6 separate regions of the Mus musculus genome follow, and regions 2, 3, 4, 5 and 6 are each linked to region 1. The links are chromatin contacts, called in public Hi-C and HiCAR-type maps. All regions are on one chromosome and are shown on one strand. Each heading gives the region's core, a stretch centred on a gene start, on an enhancer-like site or on the middle of the called end of the contact. The rest is flanking DNA. Distances are from core to core; before and after follow the strand shown.

What was found. A called contact is a pair of places that touch in the nucleus more often than the background predicts. HiCAR-type assays count read pairs that join an accessible place to other places.
Region 2: a contact with region 1 is called in a Hi-C map of uterus. The contact joins two enhancer-like sites. A contact is called at or near these places in 6 of 484 Hi-C or Micro-C datasets (bone marrow-derived macrophages, liver and uterus), 6 of 115 datasets of contacts at active chromatin or transcription factors (cardiomyocytes, embryonic stem cells, heart atrium and 1 more) and 1 of 9 other capture datasets (embryonic stem cells).
Region 3: a Hi-C map of cerebellum shows a contact between it and region 1, with 2.6 times the contacts expected there. The contact joins two enhancer-like sites. A contact is called at or near these places in 6 of 484 Hi-C or Micro-C datasets (cerebellum, embryonic fibroblasts and liver) and 7 of 115 datasets of contacts at active chromatin or transcription factors (cardiomyocytes, differentiating embryonic stem cells, embryonic fibroblasts and 4 more).
Region 4: a HiCAR-type map of embryonic stem cells shows a contact between it and region 1, with 3 times the contacts expected there. The contact joins two enhancer-like sites. A contact is called at or near these places in 4 of 484 Hi-C or Micro-C datasets (embryonic stem cells and liver), 7 of 115 datasets of contacts at active chromatin or transcription factors (embryonic stem cells and hepatocytes) and 1 of 9 other capture datasets (embryonic stem cells).
Region 5: a contact with region 1 is called in a Hi-C map of liver, with 9 times the contacts expected there. The contact joins two enhancer-like sites. A contact is called at or near these places in 14 of 484 Hi-C or Micro-C datasets (the 3T3-L1 cell line, cerebellar granule neurons, cerebellum and 6 more), 9 of 115 datasets of contacts at active chromatin or transcription factors (astrocytes, differentiating embryonic stem cells, embryonic fibroblasts and 6 more) and 1 of 9 other capture datasets (embryonic stem cells).
Region 6: a Hi-C map of liver shows a contact between it and region 1, with 2.6 times the contacts expected there. The contact joins two enhancer-like sites. A contact is called at or near these places in 2 of 484 Hi-C or Micro-C datasets (cerebellum and liver) and 3 of 115 datasets of contacts at active chromatin or transcription factors (differentiating embryonic stem cells, embryonic forebrain and embryonic stem cells).

What each region holds. Positions count from the first base shown.
Region 1 is chr3:18,623,555-18,627,150 of GRCm38.p6, forward strand. It overlaps Gm30789 (predicted gene, 30789), which reads right to left. Exons shown (of 4, transcript NR_166210.1): 4 at 1-2,499. Among named protein-coding and RNA genes, the nearest start is that of Gm30723, 8.0 kb to the left of the region's middle. Within about 2 kb of position 1,342, at least 196 of the 459 cell types and tissues checked have an H3K27ac peak or open chromatin away from gene starts, as enhancers often do. A contact at or near this core is called in cerebellum, embryonic stem cells, kidney and 3 more, where this site is marked.
Region 2 is chr3:18,297,263-18,301,017 of GRCm38.p6, forward strand. No RefSeq gene overlaps it. Among named protein-coding and RNA genes, the nearest start is that of Cyp7b1, 56 kb to the left of the region's middle. Within about 2 kb of position 2,474, at least 18 of the 459 cell types and tissues checked have an H3K27ac peak or open chromatin away from gene starts, as enhancers often do. A contact at or near this core is called in neural progenitor cells and uterus, where this site is marked.
Region 3 is chr3:18,208,204-18,211,855 of GRCm38.p6, forward strand. The region is part of intron 1 of Cyp7b1 (cytochrome P450, family 7, subfamily b, polypeptide 1); the gene reads right to left. Among named protein-coding and RNA genes, the nearest start is that of Gm23686, 32 kb to the left of the region's middle. Within about 2 kb of position 1,593, at least 3 of the 459 cell types and tissues checked have an H3K27ac peak or open chromatin away from gene starts, as enhancers often do. A contact at or near this core is called in cerebellum, where this site is marked.
Region 4 is chr3:18,337,851-18,341,258 of GRCm38.p6, forward strand. No RefSeq gene overlaps it. Among named protein-coding and RNA genes, the nearest start is that of Cyp7b1, 96 kb to the left of the region's middle. Within about 2 kb of position 1,516, at least 19 of the 459 cell types and tissues checked have an H3K27ac peak or open chromatin away from gene starts, as enhancers often do. A contact at or near this core is called in embryonic stem cells, where this site is marked.
Region 5 is chr3:19,043,215-19,046,952 of GRCm38.p6, forward strand. No RefSeq gene overlaps it. Among named protein-coding and RNA genes, the nearest start is that of Armc1, 120 kb to the right of the region's middle. Within about 2 kb of position 2,052, at least 4 of the 459 cell types and tissues checked have an H3K27ac peak or open chromatin away from gene starts, as enhancers often do. A contact at or near this core is called in kidney and liver, where this site is marked.
Region 6 is chr3:18,190,131-18,193,888 of GRCm38.p6, forward strand. All of the region lies in intron 1 of Cyp7b1 (cytochrome P450, family 7, subfamily b, polypeptide 1), which reads right to left. Among named protein-coding and RNA genes, the nearest start is that of Gm23686, 14 kb to the left of the region's middle. Within about 2 kb of position 1,866, at least 4 of the 459 cell types and tissues checked have an H3K27ac peak or open chromatin away from gene starts, as enhancers often do. A contact at or near this core is called in liver, where this site is marked.

The DNA.
Region 1 (3,596 bases), core at 92-2,591:
CTCTACATCCTCACATCCCATCCCTGCCAATCTCACCTACAGAAGATACAGAGATGGATGGATGGATATAGCAAGTACATACAGCACTTTAAGGACATCTCTGCTCATGAACATGAGTTTTAAACTGTCTCAAGGAAATTTCTCTAAGCAAGATTTTAGTTTGGGACTTAGAGTTAAAGGACACTAATGGTGTATGGCTGTGTATCTGGCACAGATCAAGAGAAATTCCATGCTAGAGATGACTGGAGCATAAATATCTGAGTTTGGGCCAAGCTCTAATTACTAAACCTCATTTTAGAAGTATGTTTCCATACTGTCATGGTCCAGTAGGCCATCTCTTAAAGAAAGACTCAGAACTGCCACCGTTAGGAAGCAAAAGATTTCTTTCTCCCTGAGTAACTGGAGCTGCTGCTGAGCGATGACTCATCCTACCACCCCTCCTGGTGGCAGCACTGATGAATGTGTCTTTAAACAGTCGCTATTCCAGGAAGCCAAAGACCACAGAAAAAATACACAGCATTTCCTGTGTAAAAACAGCAGGCAGCCACCAGCCTAACACCAGCCCTGTTGTCATGCAAGAACACCCCCCACTGCCCAAGGAGGTAGGTCAAGGGAGAAAGGTCAGGCAGAGAGCTCTGTGCCCCGAAGAGGGCTTTAAAACCTACATTTTCTCCCTGGGAATCTTCTCAATTCTGCAAAGCCTGCACATAGTGGGTACTCAGCACTCAGTAGGTATTACCTACTAAAGAACAAGAAAACACAAAGGGTCTTTTGTTCTTAACAAACCACACTTCCCTTTGATATGCAGTAAGTTAGCTCCACTCTTATACTCTGTGAAAACACAGTCCTTCCCCCCAAAGAGCAAGACTTTCCTGTCACTCAAAATAGGAGCTTTTCCCCGTGTTTTCTTGAATTTCACATACACAAATCAAGGATGAGTCCCCTTTAGATGCATTTCTATATCACTGCACCAGAATCCTGGCATTCAAATTGTACCTATAATAAGAGTAGAGAATTCCCATGGAAATCCAGGGCCGGGTGACTCAGTATTTCTCAGCTGTCAAACAGTTTACATTGTGGGGGATGAAGCAGGAGCAGGGTTTGGATCTTAAATGAAGCAAGCCCGCAACATTAACTAGAAGGTTACAACTTTTTAAAAAGAGAATGGACGAAAAGTTAGAAGGGGTAAGTTCCCTCAGCCAGCTTGTAATAGAAAACTCCAGGACCAGACACAGATCCTGGAAACTTTAGAGAAAGAAGATTGGAAAAGTCTAGTTTTGCTTTCAATCTCCGGTCCTGGCGATTGGGAGGAAGAACAACAGTGGAACTGTGCCAAGGGATCAGGAGGGAGGAAGAGGGGCGCCTGCTCTCATCAGGACCCGCCCTCCCTGACCTGAAATCAGTGTCCTTACTTCTCAAAAGATGGTAGTGGATTTGAGTCCCACTGCAGGTTAGCTGTTCCTCATTTCCCTCCATTTATAAGCGGTTGGGGCTTCTAATTTTTTTTCCTCTGGGGTTAGGAGAAACGGAAATTTGTTTAAACTTCCTGACCCCTGCAGATTCCCTGTGATTTGCTCAAAACAAAACAGTATCTCTGCATTTCTTCAACCTTGTGCTCAAACCCAAAGGAACCTCCACATAGTAAACAGATACAGAAAGAAAACACACTAGCTCTATCAAGAAAGAAACCTGCTCTGAACTCGCAGAGACAACTCCCTGCTGGAGTTTCCCCCTTTCCTTTCTTCCTTTCTTCCTTTCTTTGTAGCCACGTCTCCATTCTACAACACTTACTGGTTACTTAATACCGTTTACATAACCACTGCCCCGTACACATTTGCATTTTATATTTGCGTTCAAAAATATCCGCCTAAAGTTGGGCAAACTCCGGCTGCAGAAACCAGGTCCACTCTCCCTGCGTTTGGGTGTCCCGGGTACCTGCCAGCTGTGCGTCCTCGGAATTGAGGACATCGTGTTTTCAATTTTCTTCAATAAAGCAATGAATCTGGCAATTTGCTGGCCTGCTTCAGCTAAACAGAAAGGACAATTTGAGAAGGATCATAGTTCAGGCCCAGTCAGACGGAAACGATTGAAAACAGAGAGCTGGCCGCTGTGGTTCCCCAGTGCAGCGCGCTGTCGCAGTTTGACTGACAAACTGACTTTTTCGAGGTGCTCATGCCCATTTCAGTCAGAGTTTATTGAAGGTGATTTTGATCTTCTCCATGAGGCCACAGCAGTGGCCGTGCCATCTGTCACCTTGATTGCATCGTGGATTCTCTGGAGAGAGCGCCATGGCTCCTGATCACTTACAGATTGTGCGGCTTTCTCCTCCATACGGACCACATGCGCAGAGCCAGATGGTGAACATAGACGCTGATTATAAGTCTTTATCTCCGTGCAGGAAGGAGAGGAACTATTAGGTTTCCCTCAGGAGCTCTGCTCCTCTCTACCCTCATGCTGCTCCTCCGCAAATACAGTCTTCTTCAGCTGTCATCGGCCTACCTTGGAAAATTAAAAAAATAAACAATAATTCCATCACCGGGGCCGGGAACCCAAGCTGGTGCAGCAGAGCGGTCCCCTGGCCTTGCTCCCCTTCTCACAGGCCCCGCCCCACCCCCACCGCCTGTCTGCCTGTCAGCATTAGGTACAAAGAAGTTTGTTTGGGAATTAATATGTTAGTTTTTGAGAACTCGGGAGGGACCCACTATTTTAAATGAAGCCTCAGGACTTGCAGCTTTCTTGTGTGATTGCGATGTGGCTTCCATTGCATTGTGCTGTGTGTGCGCTTCCATTTAGGGAGGATTTTTATTTGTTTGTTATTTTTAATTCATCTTACACGTTTTTAAATTGTAAGCTGTTTTTCTGAAATAATCTCAGGAGAAGGGTTACTCACATTTGGGTCACAGCACAATCTCTGGGAGAGATTCAGAGGCAGGTGACAGTGAGCCCGAGTTGGAAACCTCTAGGTGTAGTACTGGAAAGAGGCACCGAGGCAAGAGGTGGAGATCTGGGATAGGCAGGGGCCCCCTGAAGCCCAGCATAGATTCCACCTCAAAGCATCACTGCCAGCAGACAGTCAGGAACCCGTCTCAAAGAACATGACGGAAGTGTAGGGTGTGCAAGCACCAACACCACTCAGAGTTTACATGAACAGCTAAGAAAGGGGTTCTCCGTCTTCTTGCTTTTTGAACATTATTTTTACAAGTTAAAGAATATACAGTTAAAAAACTATTTCTTTCCTTTACATACAACCCCTCCATGAAGATATAAGGATATAGGACATGTCTTGGTCCGCAGCTCACTCATAAGCAAAAAGCTCCTGCCCTTGCTCTCATAGGTCTCTATTTCTTTTCTCTCTCCCTTGCACACACACCCTGTCAGTGTGAGGGATATCCCCTCCCCTCCCCAAGTGAGCAGCTGTCCACAGAAACCAGGCAACAGATTCCAGTGACCCATGACCTTGAAGTCTTGCCGATTTGGGTCATTCATTAAGAATAACTGCCATCAACCCAACAGCCTACAATTACCAGTACCCAATAGCTTTGCTCAGACACTAAATATGAGTGATTCTGGGGACAGTCACCCAATCACTGCTGGCT
Region 2 (3,755 bases), core at 1,224-3,723, 330 kb before region 1:
TCCTATCACCTTTCTCCTGTGTCCACTAGACTTCTGTTGAGGGACATGAATAGGGAGAGAGAAGTCATGCCCGTAGGACAACTCTCCTCACTCTCTTTATCCCACTGCTTTCCAAGTTCTTTATCCTCCAGGGTTGAGACAGCAACAAAGCTAAATAGAAAACTGTAACTCAGCTGCTCCATAGTGTGTGTGTGTGTGTGTGTGTGTGTGTTGAATAGTACCCCGAGACCTGCAATGTCCGTGCATGGGAAGTGTATAAATGTCCATTTGGGCTCTCAAATGTATTCTTTTTAGGAAAAACTGGACAATATTTGTCTACAGTGTGTTCCTTGATACAGAATGTGCATTTTAATAAGGTGTCTGCTTACAGACCCCTTTCCTGGTAGTTTATTTAGTAAATTTCCCTCCTATGGTTGCCTCTTTAAGTACCAAGTATGGTCAAAGAGTTGTACCCACTTGACTTTTGACTTATAAACATACTTCAAGCTGTTCAACTCTGTTTCTCTTCTCTTCATCACATTCTTCTCCATCATAAACAAACACAATAACAGATTAGTTTGAGAATAAGTGGTAGTTATTTTGTTAAAAAATTCCCAAGTGTCCATGAATAGTTGTCTCAGTTCCAGGTTTGGTTTAGGATGAGGTGGACCCCACTCTCCCACAGAAAAGGAGAAAAGTGGTCCTGGTACATCCTCCTCCCATCACTGGCACCTGGACTAGTAAGCTATAGAAGGCGAGTTTGATAAGGAATAAACCTAAAGGAAGTGCCTTGTTCTAATAGTGGATTGATATCCTCTTGATTCTCAACATTGGTCCCAATCTTTAGTTTTTAAGGCTGAAGGAAAAGTCGTTTTTTTCCTAAATGGAGAGTGATTTATGGTATCTGTACTTTCTATTTTGAATAAGCGAGTTTATTAAATCTATAGGAAGAACTGCTATAAGCCATGAAGGTGCTGCTCCTATCGACCCAAAGCTGCAGAATCTCCATGGCACAGGGCAACAATCGGATATCCAAGGAGTGCACATGAGTATCCAGTATTGACAGTGTAACAGAAGCCAGAATCCTCAAACAAGACCAATAACTCTTTGCAATGAATATTTGTAACTGAAGAAGTGTGGACATTAGGGTATACTCTGGAACTCACTGTGACACACTATAGCTTCCACAATGATGCTTTTTTTTTTTCCTGTGGGGAAGTTTGCAAGGGCAAAGGGTGTGTACAAATGTATGGAAAGATGAGGGGGCTTGGGGTGAATGCTGTAAAATTCACACACACACACACACACACACACACACTAAAAAGTTAAATAAACAAAAGAATCCCAGGTGGATTAGAACATCATTTTTGATAAGGCTTTCAAGTACAGGACAGCATCAACTAACAGAAGGTCATTAAATGAGGACTGAAACCCATGCTGGTATGTCTAGCTCAGAGCTGTGGGCATAGCGGTTTCTCCATAGATGGCTTCTCATCCCTACCACAGGCATCCAATGACCCTGGAAATGCTTTACCTTCTACTTGTTTTTGAGAGCAAAAATGGTTTGTAATACTCTGTATCCTATCTTTCATTCTTCCTGTTACAGAGGCAAAGGGCAGCCTGACCCAGGGAATTTGAGATGACATTTGGCATAAACCTGCCTCAGTACGAGATAAGACACCATGCTCTCTTGTTTTCAGAGTCAACTTTCAACATTTGCAAATACCAATATAACTTATGTTGCAACCCCATCAAAGTCTTGCCGCAAGACTATAGAAAGAGATAAAATAAACCACAGGCTAACTCTGTAGATGCTGATTCTAAGACTCTGGGACAGAGAGCATTTTGAAGGAATTAAGAAATGTGGAAAAGGCAGCTTTGTCTGAAAGTTTGACTTCCATATAAGACCAATAGTCTAAGTCAACCCACTGGGAATGTTGGATAAAGGTATCTGTCAGAGTATGCTTCCTAAAATGATATTAGCCAAGTTTTTACACACTTACCTCATATCATTACTAAGTGTGTGCTGCCTACAGATCTGCTCAGGAGAACATCCTCTAAAACCAGGGCTGGCCTTTGAAGAATTGAGAACTAGAACAAAAGCAAATCAGAGATTCTCTTGTCTTGTTCCAGATTTTAATGATATATTTATATATGAATGACATAAGGCAAGAATAATTACTAAGAATAATTACTTCAATAACTTTGATACCACTCCCCTATTTATGGGGAAAATTGTGCATATGTTAAGCACAGGTAATAAGTTTAGAAAGAAACAACATGCTCAGACTAAGGGAGGAATTCTCAGCAAAGTGGGCCTCCATTTAAACAGACTTTGAAAAGTACATTTCTTTGGAGTTTCCTGGAAACAGCTTTTCCCAGTGTTCCAGGTCATAATTAGTAGTCATGGAAAGAAAGCCAACGCACACTGGTTTTCCAGAATGGCCCCTAGGGAACAGATAAACTGCTTTCCCAGCTAGACAACTCCTCTTCAAGAACTGGAATGCATATCCCTGCCAAGGGCCATGGAGAGGAAGATATAAAGACGGTTTGTTTATAGTGTGCAGTTGATCCTTGAAAACAGGTTATGTGATTTATATAAGAACCACAGTTAATTTTTATGTATTTTTCTCAGGGTTTATCCCCTGATTTGCACAAACCATTAGATATTCTGTAAAGAAAGGTTTTCCTTGTTAGAACAAAGAAAATGAAACTCTTTCCCGGTGAGTTTCAAGTAACAGTCATTCTGTGTGTATTTGGCTAAATATAGACAGTTTGGGCTTGCAACCCATAGTATGGTTCCAAACTGTTCTGAGAGTCACTTGTGTAAATACTCCTTGCATCTCCCAACAAAATGAAATATATGTACTGGTAAAGGGTCTCTCACCAAGAAGTCTTGCTGTGTCTGTGTCTGAGCATCTTCATGTAATCCTTGTAGTAATAACCCAAAGGCAGTGAGTTTTTACAAAAAAATAAAGAAACAAACAACTTTCATTTGGGGAAAGGATGTAAAGACAGATGTAATTTATATGTGCCAGTCACTCAGTTCATGAAGTATATGCTAGATCTGATAGGACAATGGAAGGAAAGGAAAGGAAATTGAAGATAAAAGCAAGTGTCCACCTTACTGAGCTCCAAATAAAAGGGATGCCACTCAGTAAAATGCCAGACAGACTTAGGAGGTTCCTCATCCCCATTCAAAAGTGAGCTATGTATGACAAACATGTGTTTGTATACATGCCTTACTTCAGCCGTATGGAAGTGGAGCAAATAACACTAAAATAGTGTTATTTATGGGATGCGTTTACAGTCTATTAAATGACAAGAGATAAAGTAGCTAATGAGTGTGTTCCTGCAAGCTTACATGAGATGCCCAGCAGAGATTTGCCAGCAATTGATGACCACTGTGAATCTGTAGGTGTTAAGATTCCATGTGCTACTTTTAATTTTCATAAAATTTTATTTTCAAAAAACTTACTTTACAGTAACATAGTAATGACGTGTTTTTGTGTGTGTGTGTGTGTGTGTGTGTGTGTGTGTGTGTGCCCACATGGGTATATAAATTTAGACATGAATATAACTTCATATATTTGTTGAGTTTAGAGAACATCCTTTGGGTGTTGGTCTTAACTTTTCTTTGAGACTGGCTCTTTTATATTGCTGAATAAACCAAGGCTATCAGCATGGAAGCTAGTGGAGATTTTTTCTCTTTCTCCATCCTATCTCCCTGAAGAAGCTGGGATCCCAGAGTCTGAATTACCAAGTACAGCTCTTAC
Region 3 (3,652 bases), core at 343-2,842, 420 kb before region 1:
TCAAGAAATCACTCGATGAGTATCTACGGTATCTAAAGTTTATCTCTGCCTATCACTTCAACTCATATGACCTCCAAACTAACAGCATTTATTTTTCTAACAAGTGATATTGAAAACCTACTCACTGTTAATCTTAGTTGATTATTGATGATTATGATGCAGACTCTGATGAAGTCATAAAGAAAAATTATTACATAGACAATTACAATACTGAGTTACATAGATTTGGAGGCACGGAGGAGACAGATCTAATTCAATTTAATTAGATATTAGGTATACAATTGTGAACAAAAGACATTCTCCAAAGTGAATTTTAAGTAGATCTCTGGTTTTAATGCCAACAGCACGAGGAGAAAATAAGAAAAAAAATGTATTATAGTCGTTCATGTAAATGATGTTAGCAAACTGGATTAAAGTCAGAGCAATGGCAATAGAAAGTACTGACAGTTTATATCACCTACCACAATTCTGTCTCCCAAACCAGCCCAGTGGTTTGCAGCATTTCTGTCATATATATGTATATGTGTGTACACACATATATAATCAACTTACATTAAAGTACTTTTTCCTTAAAAGCCAAGAGAAAGCAGAAGGCAAGTGAGAAATTCAGTCTATAGAGATATAAAACAAGAAGCACTACAAAGCTCTCTGACAAAAGGGAGTTTTAAGCTTTATTCATCTGAGTCTTTGCAAAATGTCAAGTACAAAAGCACCTATTTAATGGTTCTTAAATGAACTTGATAAATAAAAAGTTGCTAAAGTTCTCTCTAGGCTTTTGAGCATACAGTCCATACAGATGCCCTAGGGAAAGGGAGAAGAGCCAGGTCACCACCCCTCAGTCAAGCGTCAAGCGTTCTATGCCTTTCATTCCCCTCCACAGCTCCTTATTTAGTTGTGGGAAGGCATATAAGAGAAGAGACAGAAGCTTTAAATTAGGTATAAACATCAAGTCTGGAGAGATAGGTGATTTCAAGCCTATCCTATGTCATTTCAAGGACATCCGGTCTTTATCTCACTGTTCAGACAGTGACACCAAGATCCAAGAATGCTAGTACATTACAGAATTGACTGATTCTAATACACTGGTCTTTTCTCCCCAAGCTTTCCAACCTCAAATGTTTTTTACAAGATTTAGAACACTTATATATTGCAAATAATCTCAATTTAAGGAGATGTTTGAAGTTATAGTACTAAGATCTAAGGTCTGAAGCTAGGAAAGAAAGAGAGCTGTGAGATGCTTGGCAGGTGAAGAGCTTAATTAAAGCTGTGGGCAGATAATAATCACAGTACTTTATTCACTTGGATATAGGCTACTAGGCAGCCACATTCTACCAGGCACCGGAGCACACATCGTTGCACTTCCAACATACAGATAGGCATAGAGACAGTCACAGGGCATCACAGAGGCCATACAGAGGCACACAGGCAAACAAGCAGACACATATGGGAGGGCTGACAAAGGCAAAGGCCATATTGATAAAAATCCTCAAAAAGTGTCATTCTGCCAGAAATAGTTACATATTAGATTCTATCACCACTTGCCCCAGGTCCCCCAGATGTCCAGCGTCTGTCATGCTTTGGCTGATTTATACCAGAGATCCTTATCAGCGCCACACTGTCTAAACATAAACTGGCCAGTGTGGCCTTCTGTTCCCTTCAACAGTCTTGCTTCCTGAAGGAAAATTAGGTAAATAAGATCTCTGTTCCATCTGTTGGTTTAGTTTTGTTTGTTCTCCATCTTGTTCCAAGTACATGAGTAGCCTTAAGCAACGCTTAATAGACTAGAGAATGTGTGTTGACTGTTAGACAAATGGTTCTCTAACTTTTCAGAGCAATGCCAGGTGAGTGTCATCAAAGGAAGATGAAGAATCCAGAGGCTCAATGACCTAGTACTAATTAAACCTGATCTCTCTTCCCCAGGGTAGTATAATTTCTTAGAATCAAACGTAACTTTTGTTCTGCACTCTCTTATGGCTTCTTGAGTGCAAAGGTGATTTAAATTCTAGTGCTAATCTTGAGATACCATAGTTGAGCTCTTGATTCACACATGTCTGACACAACATATCCTTTTACATGCCTTCAAGACCATTTTTATGCAGTGTGCCAGCATGGCTCCCTTATGCCAATGGCATCTTCGTCTTGTTCCCTCTGGTTTTGTTTTTCTTGAATGGTCTGTTTGTAATCAGAATCCCTGGGGGTGTTTACTTCGCTGTATCTTTTTTCCTCAAAGGATATACTAGTTTCGGAGGTAGCAGGATGAGTAAGCAATTAAGAACACTTGCTATTGAGTTCAGGTCCCCAGTACCCACATGTCATCTCACAACCATCTATAATTACAGTTCTAGTGGATCCAGTCCTGACTTCTGGCCTCCATGGGCACAGGCATACATGTAGGTAAAACATTCATACACATAAAACAAAAATAAACAAATCTTTAACATATATAAATTGGTTTCAATTTTAATGGTGGTATATTCCTACTGTAGAAACGTTATAAAACTAGAGATGAGGGGGAAAGTCACTATGAGATAATCATGTGGGTAAATCAGTGTGAGGTTATCATGTGGGTACATCTCCTGTGCAACCACATCGTACTGACATATGCATGTATGGACTGTTACCTCTCACAAAGACATCATACAGTATTGTTCACTCATCTTTTCCTTAATTATGTAACGTAAACATTTACTCATACCATCAAATGTTGCTGTATTTTCAGTGGGTGAATACAGTTTTACTAAAGGGACATATCATAATATGTTGAAAACACCTTGTTACTAGTTATTTTAGATAATTTATATTTTACTATAAAATAAATACTATAATAGGCATCATATATGTATACAGAGATAAAATAACTATATTTTAATAAATCTTTAAGCACATCTCTGATTATTTTCTAACAATGTGTTACTAACTCTGGTACTGCTAAGTCAAATAGCATACATTTTTAAATTGGTTTTGTTTGATATAATTTTTCCCTGATCTGAAACAGCCTTACATTGCCCAGACTGTTTAAACTCATGACCTGTTAGCTTCAGTCTCAAGAGTTACAGGATGATTGGTCATTGTTACCCACACTCAACTCTTTTATGACTTTTGATGAATATAGGAAACTTGGTCTTCAGAAAAACTGAAGCTGTGTACATGTGGCACTATATAAAAAATATTCATCACCATTTAAATTCCTTTCTAACTAGTTTATGTGTGTCAAACACCAAGTCATTCTACCTACTTTCTGGGATTGGGAATTTCTTTGAGGCTCACCTACACCAGTGTTGGGACCTGGCATGTGTGTGAACCTCCCTGATATTTTTACTATTGATATGAATGTGAAAAACAAAGCAACAGAGATGCTTATAATCATTTCAAGTTTACCTTCTCCTCTCCTCATGTGGTATTCTATACAACACCAGTACCACCCATATTGTTATTTATTATTTTGTGTATACACTTGTTTTGGGAAAAGAAAACCCTGCTACTCAGGAATGAATTATTATGAACAGCCAATTCACCTATAGAATTAGAAGGCAATATCATTCATTGCCAGCAGATGCCACTACCTGATCCATGATGTATACGAGACAGGGGAAGGAAAGCTTAAGTCTAAGTTTCCAGATTCTTTAAGAAAAACCAGTGTTCTAGTTGGATC
Region 4 (3,408 bases), core at 266-2,765, 290 kb before region 1:
TATTTCTGCACACACACACACACACACACACACACTTATCTTTAAAAATATATTCTAGTTAAAGAGTTACCTTAAAATAATGCTTGGTAAAACATACCCCTCTAGTTCCCTGGGTTTTCCTTATTTGTACAACAAATTATGGGTTCTTTCATCTTTAAAAATCCAATGGAAAAATGAAGAAGCTCATATTGCACACCTAGACACAAGCATACCATTTATTATTTTTCTATATATTTTAAACTACTGCATTGTAGTAGTCAATGACATATTCTACTCCTGTGTCATTTAACTGTACTTTGCACAATCATAAGTAATGACAAAAAGGAAAGAAGTCTTCTTTTGGAGCTTCTTAAGAAGTTATTCTTAGTTCCTATCAGTTGTTCAAAGATGAACATTGGTGAGTCTGCTTTATTTGAAGAAGTGAGATTTTTCAATTAACATTTAATGACCATTTCCCAAAAATTTTCTCTAAATTCAAAGACTGTTACTTAAATTGACTTTTGCTTCTCATCCTTTCCTTTGATTGAACCTGATTATTAATTTATAAAAATAATGGGATAAAGTTATGAATTCCAAGTAACCAAAGAGTTTAATAATGTCCTTTCCAGGGTTCAAGCTAAGAATACCCACTACTCTACCAGAGAACCTGTGCTTGATTCTCAGCATCAGTATGGAAGTTCACAAGCATCTGTACCTCTAGTCTCAGGGGATCCAACACACACACACACACACACACACACACACACACACACACACACACCTCCTTCTGGAGGCACTGAACTCATGTGGTGCACTGATACAAATACAGGCAATAACACTCAGAAACATAAAAAGAATAAAACTGCTTAATGTGCAAAAACAATACTACCAAAGCTACATCCTTCCCCAAGGCTATCTGAATTTAGTAGATAGTAGTTTTACAGGAAGATCAGTTCAGTCAAGAACCAAGAGTGTCAAAATTTTAGAAACCGGAAAGGACATAATTTGTGTAGATTCAGTTGACTCTTTCTTATGTGCCCATAGTCCCTTCTGCCATCTCTAATTTAGAGGTATTCACTTATTTTCTCTATGACTTGACAAGACATACTCTAAATTTTAAGCAGTTTTTATTTTTTTTCAAAGAGATGTAAACTATTCCTTTAGTTGTTACGATAAAAATCAAGGCTCTGACAGCTATAACAAACTAAGCGTGCTCAGGAGTCCTCAGTGTGCCAACCCAAGAGTGAAGATGATAGTGAAATTTAAAAAGAGGATATTTATTTAACCCAGGCACATTAGCCAGAATAATGATCTGAAGTGACATTCAATTCAAAATAGAAAGTCGGAATATGTTGAACTATGCACTGTAGTCAAGGTGTGGCCCTACACACAGCCTTTTCTTAGCTGCCTCCACCCTTCAGGAAACTGAAAATGCCTCTGGGGAACAAATTCTCTATTGGGTTTGCACAAGAGCCTCAGCCCCTTCCTTTCCCAGCATGAGTTTCCTTGAGAAGTTTCACTTCCTTGGGGTTCATTGTCTCAATAGTCTGATAGATGAATGGGAAGATACACGCCCCATGTAAGATCCTATGCTCCTGCCAGAGCAGTTACAATTCAATGGGTGTGTTCAGTTGAGTAAGATCCCCAGAGGGGAAAGAGAGTTAAGGATTGTGTTTTATCTTGTTTGAACTACACCTTAATTGTGAAATTGCTCAATAGATCTGGGCACTTGAGATCAGAAACCCCTAAGAGGATATCCTTCTCTTTCTGTTCCATGGTTAAGCCATAATGTAAACAGTTTCATCCTTTAAACCCTGGCTGCTCTCTGCATGCCTTGCTAAGTTTTCCCTACTAGCCTTTGTCATATTGCCATACATTGGAAAAGGAATGCTACTGTTGATTCTGTGAATTCAGAAATACAATTCATAAGTTATCCTTTGTTTGACATCATATTAGCATATCTGGTAACCTGCTTTATTTCAAGAATTATTTGTCTCCTATGTTTCCTAAGGAGCCTCAATACCCTGTATTACTACAATAAGCTCATGGTCATGACCCTATTGATAAGGCTGGATGGATCTATATGAACACATGACTTCACCTAAACCAATCAGATTGGGAATTGGGATCAGATCTCTTCCAGAGTGGGACTGAGGCCATCTTCTGCCTAGTTACTGAGTTTGGCGCATGGAACCTACTCCACGAAGAAACTTACTTACAAAAAAGATAAAAGACTTGAATTTTAGTACCAAATATTTCAGAGTTTGTTGGTAACCTATTAAAAGTGAAATCTTTGGAATACAATTCAAAAACTGTAACTTCAGGTTTCTAGAAGAAGAGAAGATAGGGGAGGGGAGGGGAGGAGAGGGGAGGAGAGGAGAAGGAGAAGGAGAAGGAGTTCAACTATAGTAAGAACAAAGATGAGACAGGTACATTTAGCCTTCTGTGCAAGGCTGACGTAGATTTAAGTTTGGAAAGAAGTAATTCAGTAGAGTAGAAGGGAAACAAAGTTAAGGATTAGAATGGCCTGCTCAATCTAATAACTCATCTTACTGCTTTTAAATCATATGATTACATAACTAAAATTTATAGATAGAAAATGAAATGAAAAAAAACTTAATAATTTGAGAGTCTCTTTTCCATAATTTAGCTTAGTTGTTCTGGAGCCTACATGAAGAGGGATCCCTAGAGTGATATAATCTATGCTTTTAATGAAAATAAAATTAGAAGATTTAGAATGCTCCCAAATTCAGGTCTGTTTTAGGAGTTCTTGATGGTCTGGCTTCCTGATTGATTTTTGTCTCCAAGAATGTTCTCTTGGCACTCACAATAGCATCAAAGAAATACTAACAATATACTTCTTCCCATGAGGATAATAAAAAGAAATAGATGTCTTTTCACAACCATTATGAGCTGTTGTAAAAATCTCAGAACTTGCAAAGTGTTTTAGAGACAAACAGGTAAACAAAGGCATGGGATCTCTATGCTCTGTAGTATTTTTCTAGCTCAAATTGTCAATGCCACTAAACTAGTTCTGTATTTCCACAGAGCACATGAAGCAGTCTTTTTTTCTTTTTTGAGATTTGAGGACTCTAAATTCAGAGATAGATATTTCCAAGGCAATATGCACTTAAATTTGTCTTTAAGACTTTCATATTTTCCCTCTTAAAAAAAAATAGAATGACTAATGAAAAGCATGAGTGTCCGAGTACCAATAAAGAGAACTTTGTAGTGGAGGATAAGAGTTAAGTTTCCCATATGCCAGACATTATTCAGGGGTGTTAGCCTGGCATGCATTAGCCATGGTTAACATGAACTGACATTTTAGCTGGATGCTATATTTGCAGCATCATCTTATGGTGCTACTTCCAGCTCCGGTACATACCACAAAATGTGTTTTAACTGTTCTGCAAACAAACTTTCTCCCAA
Region 5 (3,738 bases), core at 802-3,301, 420 kb after region 1:
TAATAGTACCCTGCTGAACCACCCTACTGGAGGAAAAAAATGCAAAATGTTTTAATAAGACTTTCAAAAAGTATTGAATAGGAAGCTGAAGAACTGAGAAACTATCTCCTCCTGTCTAACGTGTGCCCTTGACCTTGTGGCTTAAGGTCTTTTCTTGGCCACTGTGTGTCTGCAGAAACTGTCAAGCTGAATAGGATCCCTATAACCTAATGAGGACAGTGGGCTCAATGAAGAAGAATGAAAGAATTAATGCCACTTTTGGATAAACATAACCATAGCAAATATTTGGTGAGAACACATTCTGGCATTTGCAGCTTTCCAAAAAAAAAAAAAAAAAAAAAAAATAGGTAGATAGATAGATAGATAGACAGACAGACAGATAGATGAAACTATTTTGTTTGTTTGTTTGTTTTTTTAAATATTTAAACTGACAGACATGTTTTAAAGGATAAAGGGACCTTTTGCTCTGAATAGCAATTAAAAGATTCTGGATGTGTGTTGATCATAGGTGGAGGAGACAGAGAAAGGAAGAAAGAGGGAGGGAGGAGAAGAGGGGGGAGAAAGTGTGGCTGCTGTCACAAATGTCCCCCCTCCATCTCAGGTTCTGGCCTACTTTTCTTTATGGAATTACCCACTCTAAGCAGCTTTATCATTTCCGGTTCTGGATTATGAGAACCCTGGAGGAGAGATGGATTATATCTTCTGTTTCCAGAGAAGGAAGGTAGATGCTGCCATTTTAGGAATTAGCTTTTGCAAGACACATTGCTGTTCCTTTTGCTTATTAGAAGGGATTCTTTGATATTAGAATTACCCTATGGAGATTTTTTTTCAAAACAGGGTTTCTCTGTGTAGTCCTGGCTGTCCTGGAACTCACTCTGTAGACCAGGCTAGCCTCAAACTCAGAAATCCGCCTGCCTCTGCCTCCCAAGTGCTGGGACTAAAGGCGTGCGCCACCACTGCCTGGCTTGGAGTTGTTTTGAAAATACTGTTTTTATAGTGGCTGCTCTCCTGTGCTCTAATACAGTTTGTTAGTAACTACTGTTCTACCTTGGAGCATTTTGTTGTCTACTCTTTGTCTCCATTAGCTAAAGCAATGACTGCCCAGCAGCAGAACAACCCAGGCTATTTTGTGGCCAACATCTCTTACTTTATTTTCCATTGCTATGATGAAACAAACTGGAAAAAAATTGCAACTCAAGGAAGAAATGGTTTATTTTAGCTCACAGTTCCAGGTGCAGTTCATGATAGCATGGCAATCAACACAGCAGGAGTCTAAAGTATATGCTCACATCACACCCACTCTCGGGAAACAGAAAAGGAAGAAAGAACCCTGACTCCCCAGTTCTCATGTTTACAGAACCATGATCATGTAACAGGCATGTCAGTCACTATGTGCTGATCTTCCCAGAAGAAGTGATATAATTATTCATTACAGACACTCCCAGAGTCCATCTCCCAGGGGAGTCTAGATTTTGTCAAATTGACAATTAACACTAACCATTGCAATCTCTGTTATTTATTAAGGGAATGAGAAACGGTTTCAGCAAACATGTTGGTATCTGCCAGCCTTTGGGAAAGCAGTGAAAAGTGCAGGCTGCTCGCAGAGTGTGTTAAACTTTACTCTAGGTACAAACTAACTGTAAACTAAAAAGGACACAAATGCCAAAATACTTTACATATTGACTGCTGACATGGTGGCATGCCAAAATCCTTTTCAGAATTATAAAAGGGGCTTAGAAATCGCCCATAGAGTGAGTGCTGGCCCCCAAACTTGATAAACTGAGTTCAGTCTTCAGATCTCATGTGCTGGAAGGAGAAAACTCCTAAAAGGAGTTGTTTGGCCTCCACATGCATGTGTACAAGTAAATAAGACTTAAAAATGTAAAGCATTTTACAGATGTTCCTAAAGCATACAAATTGTATCATCTTTAGTATCCTTGTATATAAGACCCTGTTTGTTCTCAGGTATCTGACTCTCCAGGTTGGCTTTCTATATTGACTTTAAACAAGTCACACTCTGTTTACCACCTGGGTCACTGCTCAGGTGAACCAGTGGCTCTGGTTCCATTCCTTGCACCAAGCACACGTAGCACCAGTTTACGGCCACCTGTAAGTCCAGTTCCAGGGGTATCTGACAGTCTCTTCTGGTCTCCATTATCATGCATGCATGTGATACACAGACATACATGCAAGGAAATCACACAGGTGAAAAATAAAAATGAAGTCTCCTTGATGAGAAGTGAAAAAAAAAAAAAAGAAAAGAAAAAGAAACCTAGTCTTAATACCCTCATCTTTACCAATATCCCTGTCAGTCACCAACCGTCACCAACATTATTGTTCTGGGTTTATTTTGAGACAGGGTTTCACTCTAGCTGTCCTGGAACTCATGATGTGCCCAGGGCTGGGCCTAGAACCCACTATGATCTGCCTCCCTCTGTCTCTCCAGTGTCCAGATTAAAAGAGGAAAATACCACCAGCAGCTTGTGCTACCGTTAAACCTCTAAACCAAGCTCCAAGCTGAACTCAGATTCGTTTCTCAGCAACATAAAATGATCAGTCATTAGCTAGGACGTTAGCTAGGCTTTCAGCTATCTACAACAACAAAATGAACTATGAGCTACACAGATGCAGAAAAGAAAATAAAAACAACTGATTATAGCTATGAAAATACAAGTCATGAAACCCACTGTCAGCAGCAGGGCAACCAAAACTAAGGGTTAATGAAGCAGCTCTGTAGAACCCCACTGATTTGGAAGCTAGAAGAGGAGTCAAAAAGGATGTGAGGGTGGGAGGATGGAGAGGAATGCTGTGAAATTCATGCTCTTGTCATAGCATGGCTGTGTCACATATGAACTTGAAGCAGCTGTGGTAACACAAGATCTACACAAGATCAAGCAAACAAGAGTGGGCAGTACTCCAGCAGGTGGCAGTAATAACACTCAGTGGGTTACAGAAAAAGTCAGGGGAAAAACAGGAAGTGGGAAGAGGCCTTGGAGGGAGCTTGGAAAGAGAGATAGTGGGGATCTAGGGATATTTAATGATCAAAATATGTTATATATATATGGATGAAGTAGTCAAAGAATAGGTAAAAAGGTATTCCAAAAAAGTAAAGTAAAAAAATTAAATGTATTGTCAGAGATCAAATAGAAGCATTTATGGGTGTGGCTATAGTTTTATATAGTATTTGTCACCAAGCCACCAAGGTTCTATGACAAATGAGCTGGTCAGCAAGATACTATACCATCCCCTAGTCTGCCCATGAGACCTCTTGATTGTTTAATGTTATTTTCTGTGTCTGAACAAAGCAGAATGGAGAACTAGGTATAATTTTCTTTTTAATTCAAGGCCCAGACAACAGACTTCAAGGACTTAATTTCTAGTCTCTTGATAAATATCTAAGGTCTGTCAGTTCTCTAGATTTTAAGTCCTTCATTCAAGTGACTGCAGGCCCTGTAGGCTTGGGAATTGTGCTGCCTTTGGTTTTCTTGTTTTGTTTCAATAACTGTAAGATGTCTTTATGTTCATAGGCTGTCCTCAGAGAAAGTCTACAGGTGCTCCTGGGCTGTGACAGCGTAGGTTTGGCTCCAGGCCAAGAATCTCCAAGGACCTCACTTGGAGCAGCTGTAGCTCCTGGGAACTGGTGTGAGGGGCTCAGGGAGCACCAGGGAGCACTTGGGAATTCTGCCATGAGATGATGCCTTGATGGAGGTGTGACAAGAGAAAAGGAATGGCATGTGA
Region 6 (3,758 bases), core at 616-3,115, 430 kb before region 1:
AGTAAAATCTCAATTGTAAGTGAATTGTAGCTGGCTTTTTTTCCTGCTCAACACATTTGATTAATAAACTATACAATCATTAAGCCTGAATTAGTGGTCATTAGACTTAAATAACTGTCTCCTTTTTAAAAATATGAATGTTGTGAAAACCATTTGGAAACAAGTTTTGAACATAGCCCCAAACCAAACACCTTTGCACCATACTCCAGGAACACAGCCCCAAACCAAACATCTTTGCACCATACTCCAGGAACACAGACCATCAAGACAATGATGTATAGAGTCTCTGGAGAATTTATGGTTCTTTCTACTCTGTAGGGAAGAGCCGTGATCTGCGTAGAATCAGGATTGCCAGTGGAAATCAAATTTATTTAGAACAATTACACAAGTCAGAGTTTCTATTTAAAAAAAAAAAATGCCCAGGCTAGGAAAACTAGCGACTCCTTAAATGTATTGTGGATAAATGTTTTAAATCTCTACTGAATTCCAAACAACACAGAAGTTTAGTGGGCATATACCCAAATAAACCTTCTAATACTATCTCTGATCATTTGTTTACTACCCAATTCTGTAAATTTAGTTTGTACTTAATCAAGGTGTTAAATGTATATAAAAACATTTGGCCAAAAGAAAGAATTTGTAAAACTTAGATGTTGATTGGAGACCAGTCTGTCTATCTTTCTTTGTTTTATGGTTACTACTTTGGTTTGCCTGGTGACTAGTGGCTGGTTGGTTTTTCTTTTTGTAGTTGTTTGTTTGTTGTTTTACTTCATGACTTATGCTGATCTTAGAAGTTGAGATACTCGTGCCCCAATCTTCTGAGTGCTAGGATTATAAGAGCACCACTAAATGTAGCTGGTTGGGATCTTTACTGTCTTCCAAATATTGTGTACTCAGTAATCCCCAGCTTGTAGAGCTCTTGGAAGCTGGTGGGGTGTTTAGGAGGTGAGTTCTCCTGGATGGGTTTAAGGTAAGGTAGGGATGTTCCTTCAAGGATTTTAGGATCACACATTCTTATGTGTTATGAATTTGTGTCTCCTTCCCTCCCTCCCTTCTCCCTTCCTCCCGGCATCCCTGTCTACTCCTTTCCTCCCTCCATCCCTGTCTACTCCTTCCCTCCCTCCATCCCTGTCTACTCCTTCCCTCCCTCCATCCCTGTCTACTCCTTCCCTCCCTCCATCCCTGTCTACTCCTTCCCTCCCTCTATCCCTGTCTACTCCTTCCCTTCCTCCATCCCTGTCTACTCCTTCACTCCCTCCCTCTTTCCCTCTCCCTCTTGGCTGCTGTAGCAATCTGTTTTTCTCTACCATGAGCCTTTTCAGTACAAGATCTAGCCAAGAGGTATTGAACTCTCAGAACCCATGAGCCAAAACAAATATTCCAGAAAATAACTAAGAGCAGCTTTTGATCAAAGTACAATTACACAGATTCCTTAGGCAATCCTCAAATATTTATTAAAACAAAATAGGCATACTCTTTGACCTCAAATTTTACCAATCTTACATAAACAAAAACAGCAATATAAAATCATATGGAACAAAAGACAGATCAGAATTGTTTCATGGATCTTTTAAAGAAAAGGCCATAATGAAACAAAAGAAATAAAACCTGGAAAAGAAACTAGAAAAAAAAATGTGGACTGTTAAAAGTGAAGAAGCTTACATAACACGAGTTGACTGTCAAGTTTTCACTAGTTGACTATGCAAATTTTTGACATAATATGCTAGGGAAGACAGTTTTCAAGAATGAAAACTATCAGAACACCTATATGTGCAAGAGTGCAGACCACTAGGTAAATGGTTGGTTGTCCTGTACTCATGGAGAAAAAGCCAAACAACAAGCATTGGAGGGATAATGGCAGGCAGTCATGGGGTAGGAGAGGATCATGGGTTGATAATCAAAAGAGACATTTTCCCACCCAAAGGCATCAGATTAGAGAGCATCATATTATCTGTCATTTCTGAATTTGTCAACAAATATTTCATATTTACATAGAGACTAAAGCCATAAAGCCAGTGTCATAATGAAAAGGAGAAGATACTGAGAAGTGGGCTGCTTAGAGGCTTGCCTAGCTTTGTAGGTCAATATTAAACTCCTCTTGTGTTTCTTTTATAATCTCCAGGATATATCTGAATTTCTTTTAGCCTATGGACATAAAATAAAACCATGTATTTAGAGAGTCAGAGGACAGTCATGAGAATGAATCCTCAGAACCTGGAGATCTTTAATAAATCTCTAGGCTCTCCTGTCTTTGCTTGTAGCCTCCAGGAAGTAACTACTAAAAGGATTTCATATATATACCAGGTGAGACAAAGGAAAAGAGATATGGACAAGGAAAGGAGGTAAAAAGGGAAAGGTATGAAATATTTCTTCAACATCTTCCTGCTTATGAGGCTTAACAGAAATGACAGGGATCCCTTGGTGAATGTAGTGTTAGAAAAGAAACTGAGTGCTGATTCAAAAATCTGTGTTCTAATGTTCTATTGAATATCACCCTCACTGTTAGTCTTGAGAAGGCCTACACTTTCTTTAGCAGGCACAGGGCATGTGCAAAGCCTGTAGCCATTACTATCCCCAGCCCTGGTATGAACAGTGTCTGAGATACGGCAGCAGTCAGAGAAGAAGCAGAAGGCATGCTTCCTGGATACTGGGTTCCCCTGTGAGAATCTGAGTGACACATTTTAATTAAATTGACCCACTGGAGTTTAATTAAGGTGTTATCTTCTTGAGGTGAAACTAATGGAAAATGGGCCCCTTTTATGGAACAAGAACAAAACATGTAGGCTAAGGACCCTTTGCTCTCAATTCCCTGATAAATAAAATAATTTGATAATCCTTTTCCCAAAATATTTTCCTGTTTGTACTGAGAAGCTTACTACAGGGATGATTTTAAATGATCTACAGTCTAGCCCCCATGAAGTTGTGTGTATCTAAGAAAATGGAGTCTGAATATGTCTGAATAAGCTTACTGTGCAATAGAAGCAGAAGGCCCTTCATTTCATTTAGCATGCGCTAGAACTCACCTTAGAAACTGTGAACTTTTCCCCCAGTGGACACCTGGGACTTCAGAGAATACCAAACATATATGCATGTCAAACAGGATATACCGCAAAGATAAAGCTTAATTTATAAAATAGGAACAGCAGGAGATGAACAATTGCTAACAATAAAATAGAACAATTGTCATCCTGTGTTGTGATAATAGTGTCCAGAACAGCAAGCACTACTCAGAACAGTGTAATCTAAATTTTCAATATTATTTCTGGAATTTTTCCCTTAATGATTTTAGGACAGACTTGATCACAGGTAACCAAAATGACAGAATGCAAAACCTACTGCATGAACAACTAGTACTGATACAAGTTCTAGAATACACTGTGAATATCATTTTTAAGACTAAGCTTCATGTGCATCAGGGTTGTATTAAATTCGATATATATATTATATATATACAGATGACCTTAAACTGCTGGTCGTCTTGTTACCACCTTATGAGTGGTAATACCACCCTCAAATTTTATAGTACTAGGGAATCAAACCCAGGGTTTTGTTTGTGTGAGGCAAGAACTCTTCCAACTAAGCTACACTACCAGTTCAGGACTTCACTATTTTGAGCTTCACGTCTTTGGGCAAGCCATATTCATAACAGTAGCTCCCTGATCTGTAAGGCTGATTATTATACATCTTTAGACTATGATGGAGACTAAGAAGCAGAAAGAATGTGAGAAGCCAGTGTGAACTGTGTGGTGACAAAAAGC